Regions from separate parts of the Anas platyrhynchos genome. Here region 1 is linked to region 2. The links are chromatin contacts, called in public Hi-C maps. All regions are on one chromosome and are shown on one strand. The core of a region is the stretch at or near the end of the contact, and the rest is flanking DNA. Distances in the headings are between cores, read along the strand shown.

Evidence for each region. Hi-C and Micro-C count contacts between places; a contact is called where the count stands out from the background.
Region 1: a Hi-C map of small yellow follicle shows a contact between it and region 2, with 2.6 times the contacts expected there. The contact joins the promoter of PLXNB2 here to the enhancer-like site in region 2. A contact is called at or near these places in 4 of 8 Hi-C or Micro-C datasets (F5 follicle, liver, skeletal muscle and 1 more).

Annotation. Positions count from the first base shown.
Region 1 is chr1:21,702,986-21,709,566 of IASCAAS_PekinDuck_T2T, reverse strand. It overlaps PLXNB2 (plexin B2), which reads left to right and starts at 4,457. Exons shown (of 38, transcript XM_038173392.2): 1 at 4,457-4,586.
Region 2 is chr1:21,563,410-21,569,985 of IASCAAS_PekinDuck_T2T, reverse strand. The region is part of intron 2 of PLXNB2 (plexin B2); the gene reads left to right. Among named protein-coding and RNA genes, the nearest start is that of PLXNB2, 140 kb to the left of the region's middle. Within about 2 kb of position 2,990, at least 1 of the 8 cell types and tissues checked has an H3K27ac peak or open chromatin away from gene starts, as enhancers often do.

The DNA of each region.
Region 1 (6,581 bases), core at 3,208-5,707, 140 kb before region 2:
TTCCACATGGAAATTGTATCCAGGGCCTGCTGTTTTTCCATCTCATACCTTTGCACAGCAATTTGTATCCATCACAAAGTTTATGCAAAATGTCTGCTCAGCTAAACAAAAGCAAAATTTTGAGTGGGTAGCATTTTGCACAGGGGCAAACAAATGTACCAAGTGAGGGGTGGTTAGGAAATACCCCAAAACACCTGCTCCACGTGGCTCAAATATTGCATACCCGCAAAGGGAAGAATGAAGGAAATTTTACAACACACTTGATGTTATTTTACCCATAAAGATTTTCTCTGAATTGATGGAAAATGGTTTATGAGAGAGCCATCAACCACAGGAAATAAACAGATATAGACAAATTGATCTGCCATAGGAGTTTGGTGCAAAGGGCATGAAACTCGGGATGTTTGCAGTGACATTTCACAAATCTGATAATAACAACTTAGATGTATCTGGCACTTCTCAGACAGAAAAAGTAGATTTCAGGGTGATTTATGGACTGTGAAAATATGAATATGGATGTCTGGGTCATTCAGTCTCTGGTGCAAGGCAGTGTGATGCCTTGTCGGAACAGAAGACATTAGGATGCCCTGCACTAGGGCAGAGGGTGAACATGTCCAGTAGATCCCTGCCTTATACCATAACAAAAAAGACTAAAACCATTCAGACAGGGTCCTACCCCTCATAGCAATGCTCCTGGCATCCCCATCATCAATACGAGTGTATTACCAAGGATGGAAGTGGTGCTAAGCCAGCCTGAATCTGGCCAGCACAGCAGGCACACTGCTGCTCCCACCAGGAGGGATCCTTTCCCCTTTTTGCCCCTTCAGATGAGAGCTGGGATGAGCGAGACCCCGAGGCCAGCTGTCACGATGTTGCTCTGACATGTGGGAACACAGGGACAAATCAACATTTTCTGTGCAAAGCACAATTTAAATCATTTTGATGGCTCTGAGGCTCCTTTTCAGCCGTTTGGGTGGTTCTTAGGTTATCTCCATGACCACACGGCAACAACCGTCCTTCCTGAAGGCTGACTGCTCACCTGGCTGCTCAGCTGCCCACTGGCCCCTCACAAAAATGTCACAACACCTTGGCCACTTGCAAGCACACGCATGAAGGAGGCGCAGGTCTCAAAGATAATGAAGTTCCAGGGGCCCACGCATATCAGCAACTCAAATTTATCTTCCAGAAGAGAGAAATGCAGGAGGGACACAGCCACAGGCCACTGGGCTGGGCAGCATGGGCGCTGCTCCCAACCCTCCTGCCACCCTGTAGAGGTGGCACGAGGAGCACGGAGGAGAAATGGGAGGCAAGGGGATGGCAACCAGTGAGTAAGGCATGAAGATTCACGAAACCGGGCTTCGTTAGTCCTGGTGTTTGCACAGTGAGGTGTTTCTAATGACAACAGCTGGAAATTCTGTTCCTTTTATTACAGGCCTCTAAGGTGGCGGCAGTAGGAGCAGAGCTGTGTATGGATAAAATTGAGGATTGACACGGCCAGGGAAGGAAGCAGGGGGCAGGCACAGAGAGTGCATCCAGCATAAAGGCTAACACCAGGCAGAGACAAAAACAGAACAACAGGCAGAGACAAAAACAGAAGGAAGTGCGTAACAGGGACTGGGCGATAACAAGGTGAGGAGAGACAGGGGGAGTGCAGAGGGAGGAAATACATAGGAAATTGAAATCTGGACTGGCATCCTATCCACATGCAGCCCCGTTATCTCTGTCCTTACAATGGAGAGTGACAAGGCAGGGCTTTCCCCCTCGGTCTGCATGCTGCCCATGCACGTGCGAGTGCAGTTAAGATTGCCAAGACGCCGGGAAGCTGTTAATCATTCAGTCATTTACTTGTTGCTCTTTTCTATGCATTTCTGTGTTTAGGATTTGATTATTATTACTATTATTATTTTTGGTGAGTGGCAATAAGAGGGAGGGAGGATTATCCGTCAGCAGCAAATAGCAGTTTTTCATGAGCAGCTGTTATCTGGGTTCACTGGGGAGTTATCTAGCCATATCACATACTTAGGGAACAGAACGGGCTGAAAGCCCTGCTGCAGGGAGGACAACGTGCTGCCTCCAAGACAAAGAAGAGGCAGAAGACCTTCCTGTGAACACTTGGCTCCTCCTCGAGCAGGCCTAGCTCCGAACAGTGCCGCACTGCTTCGTTTCAGCCCGGGCTAACACCGGTCCTGCTGCACGCAGCTGTGCCCCAGCGGGCAGGAGCGTGGGCTGAGGCACCACGCTGCTGCTTTAGCACAGCCACGGGCACCTGGCAGAAAAGCAAGGTATGGAGGCTTAGCAGAGGAGACAGCTGGCCTGGGATGGGATGCTGCACGGCCACCTTGAGCTCCAGTTCAACTTCATAATCCCTGTCACACTAGGCAAGGTCAAACACACAGCAGGTAATTATCACGGACCGGCTGAGGATTCAGCACAGCTTCCCTCCACCAGCTCCTCTTTGGAGTTGAATCAACTGTCACCACTGCTCTGCCTGTTTGTGTCCACAGGCAGGCTTCTAAAAAACACAGCCTCAGCAACAGGAGCCAGAGGGAACTGTTCCAGCCAGAGGGAACCATGCAGAGTGCCAGGAGGGGGCTAAGGCTTAGATCTAGCCTGGGGACACCCAGCATGAGGCAGCAGCAGTATGGCAAGCGCCACAGCCCTGGCCACTGGCCACGGGATGGAGCAGGTGTGGGACCACTGCTGGGGTTGCTGCCCCAGGCAGTGAGCAGATCACGGGCTTTGGAGCAGGCAGGGGTGGGGGAACAAGTGACAGAGCCCCCAGCAAAAGCCCTGGGGGCAGAGCATGCCAGGAGACAGGGATTCACAGGCCAGGGCACAAGGAGAGCTGCCTGGCCGGTAATTCCAGGGCATTCTGCAAAAAGTTTGGGCACAACCTGGCCATAAGCCCAGACGTTGAAAAAACAGCCTGGAAAGTGAGGTCTCACCAAGCCCATTAGCAGCCTGTGAGTTCCTCTGTCCTGGATCTCTCCCAGGGCTTGCAGGATGCGACTAACCCAATTTTCCTTCCCATCTCCCTCCTCTTCAGATCCCCTTTCCTTCTTCCAGCAAATGAAGAGGTACGGGGGGGGGGGGAGGGGGAGGGCATGCAGATCTGAGACACTCCACAACGATGCTAGAGTTGGTCTTCCTCATCTTGTGGCGACTCAGCCCGCTCACGTATGGAGCAGGCAAGAGGCAAACAGGCAGGGACGAGACCTGCTGGAGCTTTTCAGGAAGAGGGGATGGGACCCAGCCAGCCCACACAACACCACAATGGTCCCACCCCGCTGCAAACACCGTGGCTGCACTTTGCACAGTTGTGGCCGAGCGCCAGTTTAATATCTCCTCCAACAGCCTGCCACTTCCTACTCCTGCACAGGTTTTGGAGCTGGTTTTTATTTATTTCCTATTTGTTACTGCTCCGAGATCCAGTGACAGTTTCTCAGCAGCTTCCCAGGTGCCATTTGAGAAGCACGGCTCTGACCAGCCCTCTCCTGTTATTTCAGCAAGAAGCCCAATGCACGCAGCATTTAATGAAGCTGCACTCAAAGTGCCAACAGCAGCTAATTAACTGCTCCTTGCAACGTTGCCTGTCCACGTTTGACTGATGGAAAGTCACCTACCAAGCCTAAACAACTTGCCTAAAGCTTACGTGAGCCATTCTGCTAATCCATCCCTCTTTTTAATAGATCATCTCTATGTTATAGGGATATATAGTCAAGGCAAATTTGGTGTCTGGGCGCAGGGAAGCCCCTGATGCTGCAGGAATGCGACTCCCTGTTTGTGCACAAGGAGCGGGCTCCCGTTTGGGTGTTTCTGGGGGAGGAAGGGAGAAATTTGGGGTTTTGGTGGAGAGCCCCAGAGGGGGAAGAGACAGACCTTCAGAAAGCGCGACCGCGCACAGATTGACCAGAGAGGGGTAAACCCCGAAGTACTCTAAGTTCACTCCAGATGTTGCCGGGGGTGGTGGGGACATATTTTGGGCCCCACAACGACAGGAGCGCTCGGGAGAGGGGAACCCCGAGCCCCACAGCAGCTGCATCCCCGCTGAGGGGACGAGGGGTGGCGATCTTCCCCTTCCCGACCCCTTCGGGGGGTGCTTCCTCGACCCCCCCCGGGGCCGTGCCGGGCATCCCCGGGCCTCCAGGCTGGGCACAGCCGGGGTCTCCCCCGCTCTCCGATCCCGGCCAGCGATTCCCAAGGGCAGCCCGCGGCTCGCATCCCGGGGGCTGGAGCGGAGCCCCCGGCCCGACCCCGGTTCCCCCGTGAGGGGAGCCCCCTGGGCTCTGCCTGGCTGGCGGGCAACACAATACAGAGCCGGGGAAGAGAAAGGGAGAGAGAAAGTGCGGCTGGTTCCTCCGCCCGGCCCTCTGCCTGCTGCTCCCGGCAGGAGACAGCGCTGCAAGCGGATCCTGACCGGGGGCAGGGGGTGGAGAGAGCAGGAGGAGGAGGAGGAGGAGGAGGAGGACGGAGGGAGGGAGGGAGGGAAAGAGGGAGGGACGGGAGCCTCTCTCCTTTCCTGGGCTGTTCCTTTTCAGTTTCCTGTCTCGCATTGTGCTCACAGCGGATATGTGCTGCGCCTACAGGTGTGTCCCCTCCTCGCAGCTTTTCTCCGGCTCCCCGGCGTAGGCTCCGGCTGGCGGATCGGCAGCGCCATGTGACGGCCGCTCGATCCCTCTCGGGGCTCTTTCTCTCCTCTTTCCCTGCCTCCCCTCCTTCCTCTCCCCGAGGTGGGGCCCGCGGGGAGCAGCGGGCGGCCGCCGGGGGCTGCCGTAGCGCCTCCGCCCAGCCCCGGGCTGCGGGCAGCCGGCCGCTCGGGCAGCTCCGGGGCTCCGCGGGGCTCCCCCCTGCCTGCACCTGTTGAAGGTAACGCAGCCCCTTCCCCTGCCCTGGGGGTAGCGGGGGGCGAGCTCCTCCTCCTTCTCCCCTTCTCCCCGGGATCGCGGGGTATCGGGCAGGGCGGAGGGACCGGCACGGTACGGCACGGCTCGGCACGGCACGGGGGGGTTGCGCTGCTCCTCGCCCCCCGGCTGGCTTCGCTTTCGGGGCTCCGCACTTTGAGCGCGGTCCTTGCAGGGGCCGCGGCGCCCCCCGAGCCCCCGCAGCTCGGCCCCGGTTCCCCCGCTCCGGGCGCGGCCAGCGCTGGCCCCGCTCCCCGCCGGCTCCGAGCTGTTTGGGGTTTTTCCTCCCGTCTCTTCGCTCAGGCAGCTTTAAACTTTTCTTTCCGAGCTGTTAATTACATACGGGGTGCTTCGCTCGCGTTCCGTGCGGGAGAATGGAAATGCGAGCTTGGAACATGGGTGACTCAAAGCTTAGTTATTCGGCACCGCTGAACACCTCTGCCTTCCTTTTTTTTTTTTTTTTATTTTTTTTCCGTGTCGCGATGGGCTGTACCTGTGACTTGCGGCTGTCTCCCCACGGGAGGCTGGCGCAGCCTCGGCGCCACCCGGGGAGGGGAGGGAGCGGCCCCGGTTCGGGTCCTTTTGGGGTTAGCCGGCTGCTGGGGTGAACGCAGAGCGAGCTGCAAGTTTCTTGAGGCTCTGAAATCTCGTGGAAATCTCTTTGTTGTCGGTGAGTTGCGAGGCTGCGGTCCTGTCCCTACCGCCATCCAAAGAAAAACTTGCTCGTGGGGGAACTTGGTGCTTTTGTAGCTAACGCTGTTACCTTGAATGTGATGATTAACTTAGTGAACACCAGAGGGAACTCTCAATAGGTAATTCATTCAAGAGTGATATGTGCTTGTCCTACTATTTATGTTCTCATTACAATGGAATCTAGAAGGAAGCTAGGGTCGGTAGGCAGTGGGCTGCCGGGACGTACCTGGGATCGCCTCGAGTTTTTTGAAGGGTGTCAGCTCCAAAGCTGAGCTGGAAGTTTTCTCTCTCGCCTTTCCAAAGCTCGAAATACATAACCGGCCTTGCAGGAGCGGGGTTGTGAGCCGGGTGGGTGATCCATTAGCTGTGAAGCTGGGAGCGAGCTCACGAAGGCACTTGGGGCCAGCGCTCCGTACCCAGCCCACCTCTTGGGTCGTGAGACTGATCCTGCGTGCTCCGGTGCGGGGGCTGCTGCCTGTGTTGGAAAAGCCAGAACAGAGCACGCTTCCAGACAAAACAAAAGGGAGGAAGTCTGCTCCCGAGCCTGGCTTGGCTTGTCCTCCTTGCCTTGAATGTTTGTGGTTCCCAAGAGCTGGTGAGAACCTAACCTAAAAGAAAGCGAAGTAGAAAACTATCTTCCTTAGAGGCTGTTAGTTAAACCAGCAGAGAATGTAAACGAAATGATGGCTGTGTTTGGGAGAGGAGTTTGCAAGGTGAGTTCTGGTAACAAAAGCTTTTTCTATGTTCTGATGCAACAGTACAAACCTGCTATTGACCCAGCAAAATGCGATGCTTTTAGTAATAAAGTGAACCCCCAAACATGCACCAGAACCTTTGGTTGCTCTTGGTAATCTGCTGCAACAGTTTTGTTACCAGACTTCCTTGATACTCCCAGATTGCTGACGACATGGGAAGGACAGCATAATAAATACACTTGTGACACTGACTTATGCTCCGGGAGCTGAAGCATCCAGCTGTTCATCCTGT
Region 2 (6,576 bases), core at 1,741-4,240:
GTTTGCAGAGTCTGTGCTTGCAGAGCCTGCTGTGACGTCCTCCACCAGATATGGCGGGATCAGTCTGAGCCAGGCTGGTATCTCAGTATGGAATGTTTTCTTTTAGGGAAAGAAAAATAAAAATGTATCTTTCCTAGTGAAGTAGAAACAACAAGCCTACACCCTTCTCAGAGCGCAGCAATACCTCTGAATTATTTGCAGAGGAGCAGGCGGCAGCTCTGCAGGCTGGATGCCACGGGAGGCCAGGCAGCTGCCCTGGCACAGTGCCTAGGGAACAGGAGCTGGGGAGGCACAGGGGTGGCTTCCTCAAATCCAGGTGGGTTAAGCTGACAGAGCAGGGAGCAAGTTCTAACTGGGCAGGCAAGGCGCTGCTGGACTTCTTACTTTCATGTTTGTTTTGTTAAGATGGGCACGGTAAGCAGATGCAGGAGGCCAGCTGGCCCGGCTTGCTGACATAAATAGGTGCGGATGATGGGAATCAAGGCAGGGGGTCTGGTTCCCAGCTCTGAAGGACTCCAGATCAGGAAGAGAGCTCACAGAGGAAACAGGGAGGGGGGCTCAAAAGTAGCTGGCGGATTCTCTGAGAGGCTCTGAAGATGGAGAAGAGCCCTTGTGCTTGATTTGAAGGAGGGCAGTGTTCTTGTAATGCTGATAATTAGGCAGCGTTGTCTTGTTCCTTCATTTTGATGGACAAATCAGACATCCCTGGTATTTAAACCTGGATTGCTCTCTTGCTTGCTTATCTGGCCAGCAAGAGGCTACTGTTGTATTAATGAGAACGTTCTGATTTTTACACATTTCTCGGTTGGAAAGATGAAATTTCCATCAAGCTTCAAAGCAGGCTTTGTGGCAATTTCTTTTTTGTGTTCTTAGAAACAAACAAAATATATAAAATTTTCAATGCAATGTGCTATTCCAGAAAAAAAAAATGAAGTTAACAAGACATCTAAAACTTGACTGGTCCTTTCAGTGGGGCTCTGGCAAGGCTCACCGTGCCGGGAATGCTCACAGTGTTTCAGATTCAGCTGCAGAGGAATTAGCATCCCAGGCTGGGGGAGTGGGAAGTGAACCCTGGGTGATCTTTACTTTCTTTCCTTTTTCTTTTTTTTTTTTTCCTTGGCTCTACACTCAAATTAGCTATCTCTGTTCCTCCCGCACTTTCTTCTCTGTTCAATGTCTTGCAAACACATTTAAAGCAAAAACCTGCTGTGTTCAGGATACACTCTCCATCCTTTCAGGCTTTCCTTTTGGTTTCCACAACATCCTTTGCTGCTTTTTCCTTACATGACTTATTCTCTCTCATCCATGTCATGTCCCCGTCTAACAATCTTTTCTCCTTTTTACCTTCCTACACTTAACATTTTTTCCTCTCCCTCTTCGCACTCCCACTGCCATGCCTGCTCATTTTTCCAATACGGCAGGCTTTTTCTAATTTAGGGAGTAAACCTTCAAATTCTTGTGCAAGTCCTTCCACTGACTGCATGATTAAGGGACTACCGGACTGGGCTGGAGTTTGTCAGATGTGTGGGGAAAGGTAAAAGTCTGCTAGTGAAGCCAATTTTAAAGCAGTCTTAATTACCTTGGTGGTTTGGATCGCTTTGGTTGACCATTAAAATGCATATTTCTAAGGCGAGGTGTGCACCAACGGTATTGTATAAGTAATAAAGAATTTAAAGAGCTTGATATAAAAGACTTTATAGAGGTAATATATTACTTCCAGTCGAGAGAAATAGAGGGCACTTTAAAATTAGTTTTACTAGCACCGTGTGTTTAAAAAAAAACTTCTTTTTCCTTTTGTTTAACCTCCTCTGCAAGCCTGGGCTTGTTTGAGGCTCCCAGGATCCAATTTCATATAGTATCCTATTTCAAATCCAGGCCAGAGCAGATCGATAGAAAATCAGTGCTCTCAGAAATAAAACTGCCTGTGGAATGCCTTCAGCTCCGTGAAGATGAAGGGGGGGATGTAATACCACAGACACTGATTTTCTTTTCTGAGATGGGAGGCTCTGAAGCGGTGGCTGTGGATGTTGCACAATTTACCTTGATTGAACAGTAATGATCATTGGGCAATTTGGGTGATTTTTGTGTGTGTGTGTGTTCTTCAGTTTGCAGTTAACAGCTGTGTTTTGTGAAGGGGAGGCTGGGAGGGGAATTGTTGCTGAGGTTGTTTTAAGCCAAAGCAGCAGCTATAGAATATTTTATAGCGGGAGCAGAGCTACCTGTAAGTCTGCGCATAGCTCGAATACCAGAGATTTGTGGTAATTCTTGTGAGATATTTACTGGCATTTTGAAATGATCAAGCTATTTCGGTACTTTGAAATCTGTAGGTGAATGAAAGCTAGTCTATTAACTGGCCTGTGTTTATACCAGTATTTACGGGCAGCACAAATACAGATGACAGTCTGCTTCGTTTTCAGTACACTTCTCTGTGTGCCTCCTCTCTTCCATGGCCAGCAAGGAAAGATAAAGAAAAAAAAAAAAAAAAAAAAAAAAGAGAGAAAGAGATATTTGGGTCATTGGGAACAGAGGAAAATGGCAATATCATTTTAGGACTTTGATGGAATAGGCATTGATCAATGCTTTGAGACAAGTAAAGGGAACACTGAACTTGTGAGCTTTGGGTGATTTTGAGTGCAGGAGTTATTGACTGTGCCAGTATTATGTTGAATTCCTGGAAAACTGACAGTAAACTTTGCTCTGCTGGAAAGTGGTGTTCACCTGCTCCAGGTGATGCTAGTGACCTGGGGAGCATCTCCCACTGGTGGCACAATGTCAGTGCGGGAAGCAAGGCTGCACAAACAGAGCCTTGGCCCCCTGTGCTGCCAGAGCAAGCAGGGAGCCTTTGGAGAGAAATTGTGTGCTCACATGCTGGAAACATTGCTGTCCAAAGCCGGCCAAGAAGGTAACAGCAAACACAAAGAGCGTTTGAATTTATTTTATGGTCTGTCCCTTGGGCAGTAAAGACTTGTTTGTTGTGGACCTTGAGCGTGCTGTCCCCTTCAAGGGCAGGTACACAGAAGTGTGTTTCAGCTGGGCAAGGCTAGCTAAATGAACTGCCTCTCAAAAGTGGAAGTGGTTCCTGTCTTCAGCATGAGAGTGGAGGGTGGGGGTGCATCTGTAGCCTCTTCCTATGTCAAATCATGTGAATTTACAAGAACATGTATGTTCATACAGACACACGAGGTAATTGGGACAGCAATCCTGGCCTTACGGAAACTCTCACATACTTCAGAGACCATAGGATTTCACCTTTGGCCTTTGGATTAGCTCATGTTTTGTAAACTGCTTGGTGATTAACCTTCAGCTAGAATATGAAGTCTGCAGCAAGTGTTTACTTAATAGTTAGAGATTTGATTCCTGCTCCCAGGCAGCCGATATTGCTTGGCATGAGTTATAAATAAAAGATCTGTCTCCAGAATTTTCAGAGAGCCCATTCTGGTCTCCTGACAGATGCAGAGAAAGCAAAGTGCTCAAAGAGAAGACTAATGAGAAAACTGTTGGAAGTCTGTCTGTGGTCATCGTACGGACTGAGAAGGCCATGCTAAGCAGCTAACAAGAGAGTCTTTACTCTCTGTGCATGTTTATGCAGAGTATATCAGAAAAAAAAAAAAAAAAAAAAAAAAAAGCATTGATTAGTTTTCTACTAACTTCTAATTAATATTTTTTAAGCCAGAGGCCACAAATTAATAACCAGTTATTCTGTTACATAAAGAGGATATTCACTTTAACATGTTAGATTTCTAACTTGGGCACCCGCAATGCCTCTCAAGCCAACAGAAAGAAAAAGAAGCCCACTTTCCACTGCCTTCTGCAGAGCCTGCCTTTTCCCTTTGGCTGTCTTGAGTGTAGAGAAAATAGCAGATTTAGCAGGTGTAAACATCCTGTACCATGAGATAAGTTGATTCTCATGGGATTCATTTTGCAATGATTTGCCAAACAACATTGAAAAGTCATGGGCATAGACTGTATAGTTTATGATCTTGAATTTATCATCTTAACTCCATGGCATTCAAGTTGCAGATTAAAAACAAAACAAAACAAAAACACTCTAAAAGCATGGATATTTCTAATGCATATTGATCTGTCTATCATGTAGAAAGAATCTCATATTCTCTGGCTCACGTACAGTGTTGAGCTTGTCACATAAACTAGCCAGGGGCAGTGTAGGTATGTTTATACTTAACACAACCAGGAGTTCATCAGATATGCAAAGTTTCATTTTCATGATGAAAAAATATACAGCCATCACTGCATTAAAATCTGCCTCTCCTATTAATTACCAGTAACTAATAGAGTTGACATTACTGCATGATTTTTATATAGCATGTAATGCATTACTGCATCATAGCATGATTTTTGTGGTATCAGTTTGGGACAGCAATGTTATTTACAACCAAAAAAAAAGCACAAGTGAGTTACAATGACTATCCTAAATAGGTACCAGTATTTGTTTTATATTACAGCTCACTCTCAGGCATCTTGTTTGTGTCTCATAGCTGTGGATCTTTCAAATGTAGCTTTTTGTGTAAAGGCTTAAAAGCTGTTCCTGTTCTTGGTAGGTGTATTCCTATTTTTGGTATCCTTATTCTTGTAAATTTACCAGGCTTTATATGCCATTTGAAGATGAGGAAGTGAAGTTTAAGAGTCTCTCAAATAGCTTTAGAGAAACTGAGGTTGCTTCTCTGTTGCTTTGCATTGGATGAAATCCTTATGCCAGGCCTCTTGGACTGAGGTCTGATGGATCACCGTTAGGTGCTGGCTCTATACTGGGCAGAGAGGGGGCTTGTTGCCTTATGTGAGCAACAAGGCAGGGTACAATTTTGTCCAGTGTCAACCGTAAGGTTTGATAAATAACAATTTGAACAGGCTGGAAAAGTGTACCTCACCACTCCTTCACTGATACTTGTTTCAGTTCTTTGTCCTAAAATGTGAAATACTGGACCTCAACCGGTTCAAAGAGCGCGTTCTTGCTATTTGATCTTTGCAGTGAAATACTGTTGAAAGAGCAGGTAGGCTTTCTAGGCTGGTCAGAAGGGACAGCAGAGAAAGTGGCTAGTGCATTTAATTCCGTAGTCAAGAAATCTCTGTGGAAAAGTCTATGAAGAGATAAGGTATTCAGTCACATTAAACTGAAGTGAAGGATGTTCACAAAGGCTAATGGAGTACTAATTCTTAGTTTTCAGTATCAAGTTGTGCTGGTCTTTGTTCTTGTATCTGTAAAACTCAGACTTTGGTCAGAGACTTTTAACTTAAATTTTAAGAACATAAAACTCTATGTGCTTTTTCTTTTTTTCTTTTTTTCTTTTTCCTTTTTTTTTTTTCTTCCCTGCAAACTGCAGGAAAAGAAAAATGAAAGGGCTTAGTGAAAGTGGTGGTTCTTTTGAGGTACATCCAGCAATATTAAACACTTCCATCATCATTTTAATATAATGCAAATTTTTGCACAGAGGAGATCAAGGTCTTTTCATAGCACATAAATTTCTGGACAAAAGGATGACTGGAATCCAAAAGGATGACTGGAAACCAAAGCAAAAGAAAGAATTTAAGCAGTATTAGATGTAAGTGTACTAAAGGTAGAGCTATGTCGAGCAGCTTCAAGAAAATGATGATACAAAGCCTGAGGTAGCCAAGTGGAGGAGACAGGAAGGAAGTCAGTGATAAAGCTTTGGAGCTTGTATGTTAGAAGTGAAACCGGTGTCTCTGAGGTCAAAGAGCTGTAAAGGGCAGAAAGGGAATGACCAAGAACAGCTTAACACAGGGAGCTGAAGGTCAGCAAAGATGCAGAGTTGGCCAGGCATTGCAATGTAGTAGTGTGATAGAGAGTTAATTAGAAATGTAAATACACTGTAATGTTTAGGGTCTTATGCTGACATTTAATACCAGCCTAAAATTTTTAATAGTAAATTCTCTGTCCTGTTTCCATATGGACATGATCTTGGTGTTGTAACACAGCATTCCTAGCACCAAAATGTGAGGATCCGTTTTCAAATTTAAGCTCAAAACAGAAATACTGGAAGTGTTATCCTACATGCTCAGAACTATCGAGTGCACCGTGCTTGTTAGCTAAACAGCCAAATAGAAGTCCTGTGGGTGTGTAAATGCCTGTATGAAAAGTATCTGCTCAATATGTTCCTCAGAGCTGATGCTCGAGGGAGTAAGGCCTGTGTCTGGGAACCGGATAGTACAACTTTCTATCCCTGACCCAGCACGTGCCCTTTTTAACAAACAGACAAAAATATGCCTCAAAGAAATGTGGTTTGTAATCTGTTTTTAGCCCTAGAAGCAAATAAACAAAAACAGCACTTAATACATTTGTACTTTTAGCAGCACTGGCTGTGGGCTCAGTAGGACGAGTGCTACATTTGTTCTTTGCAGCCTTCAGAAGCCACCGTTCCTCCAGCAGCCACAGCACGGGAGCTTCACTCAACATTTAAACACAGCCAATCAACCTGGGCTAACCATCTTTTTGAAATGATGGTACCTAAAGACATTCACCCTACTTGCTGAGACAGAGTTGCATGGTGAGCAAGAGGGCTCTTGCAGGAAAGGGAGTTTGTTTGCAGCTGTGCTGGACAG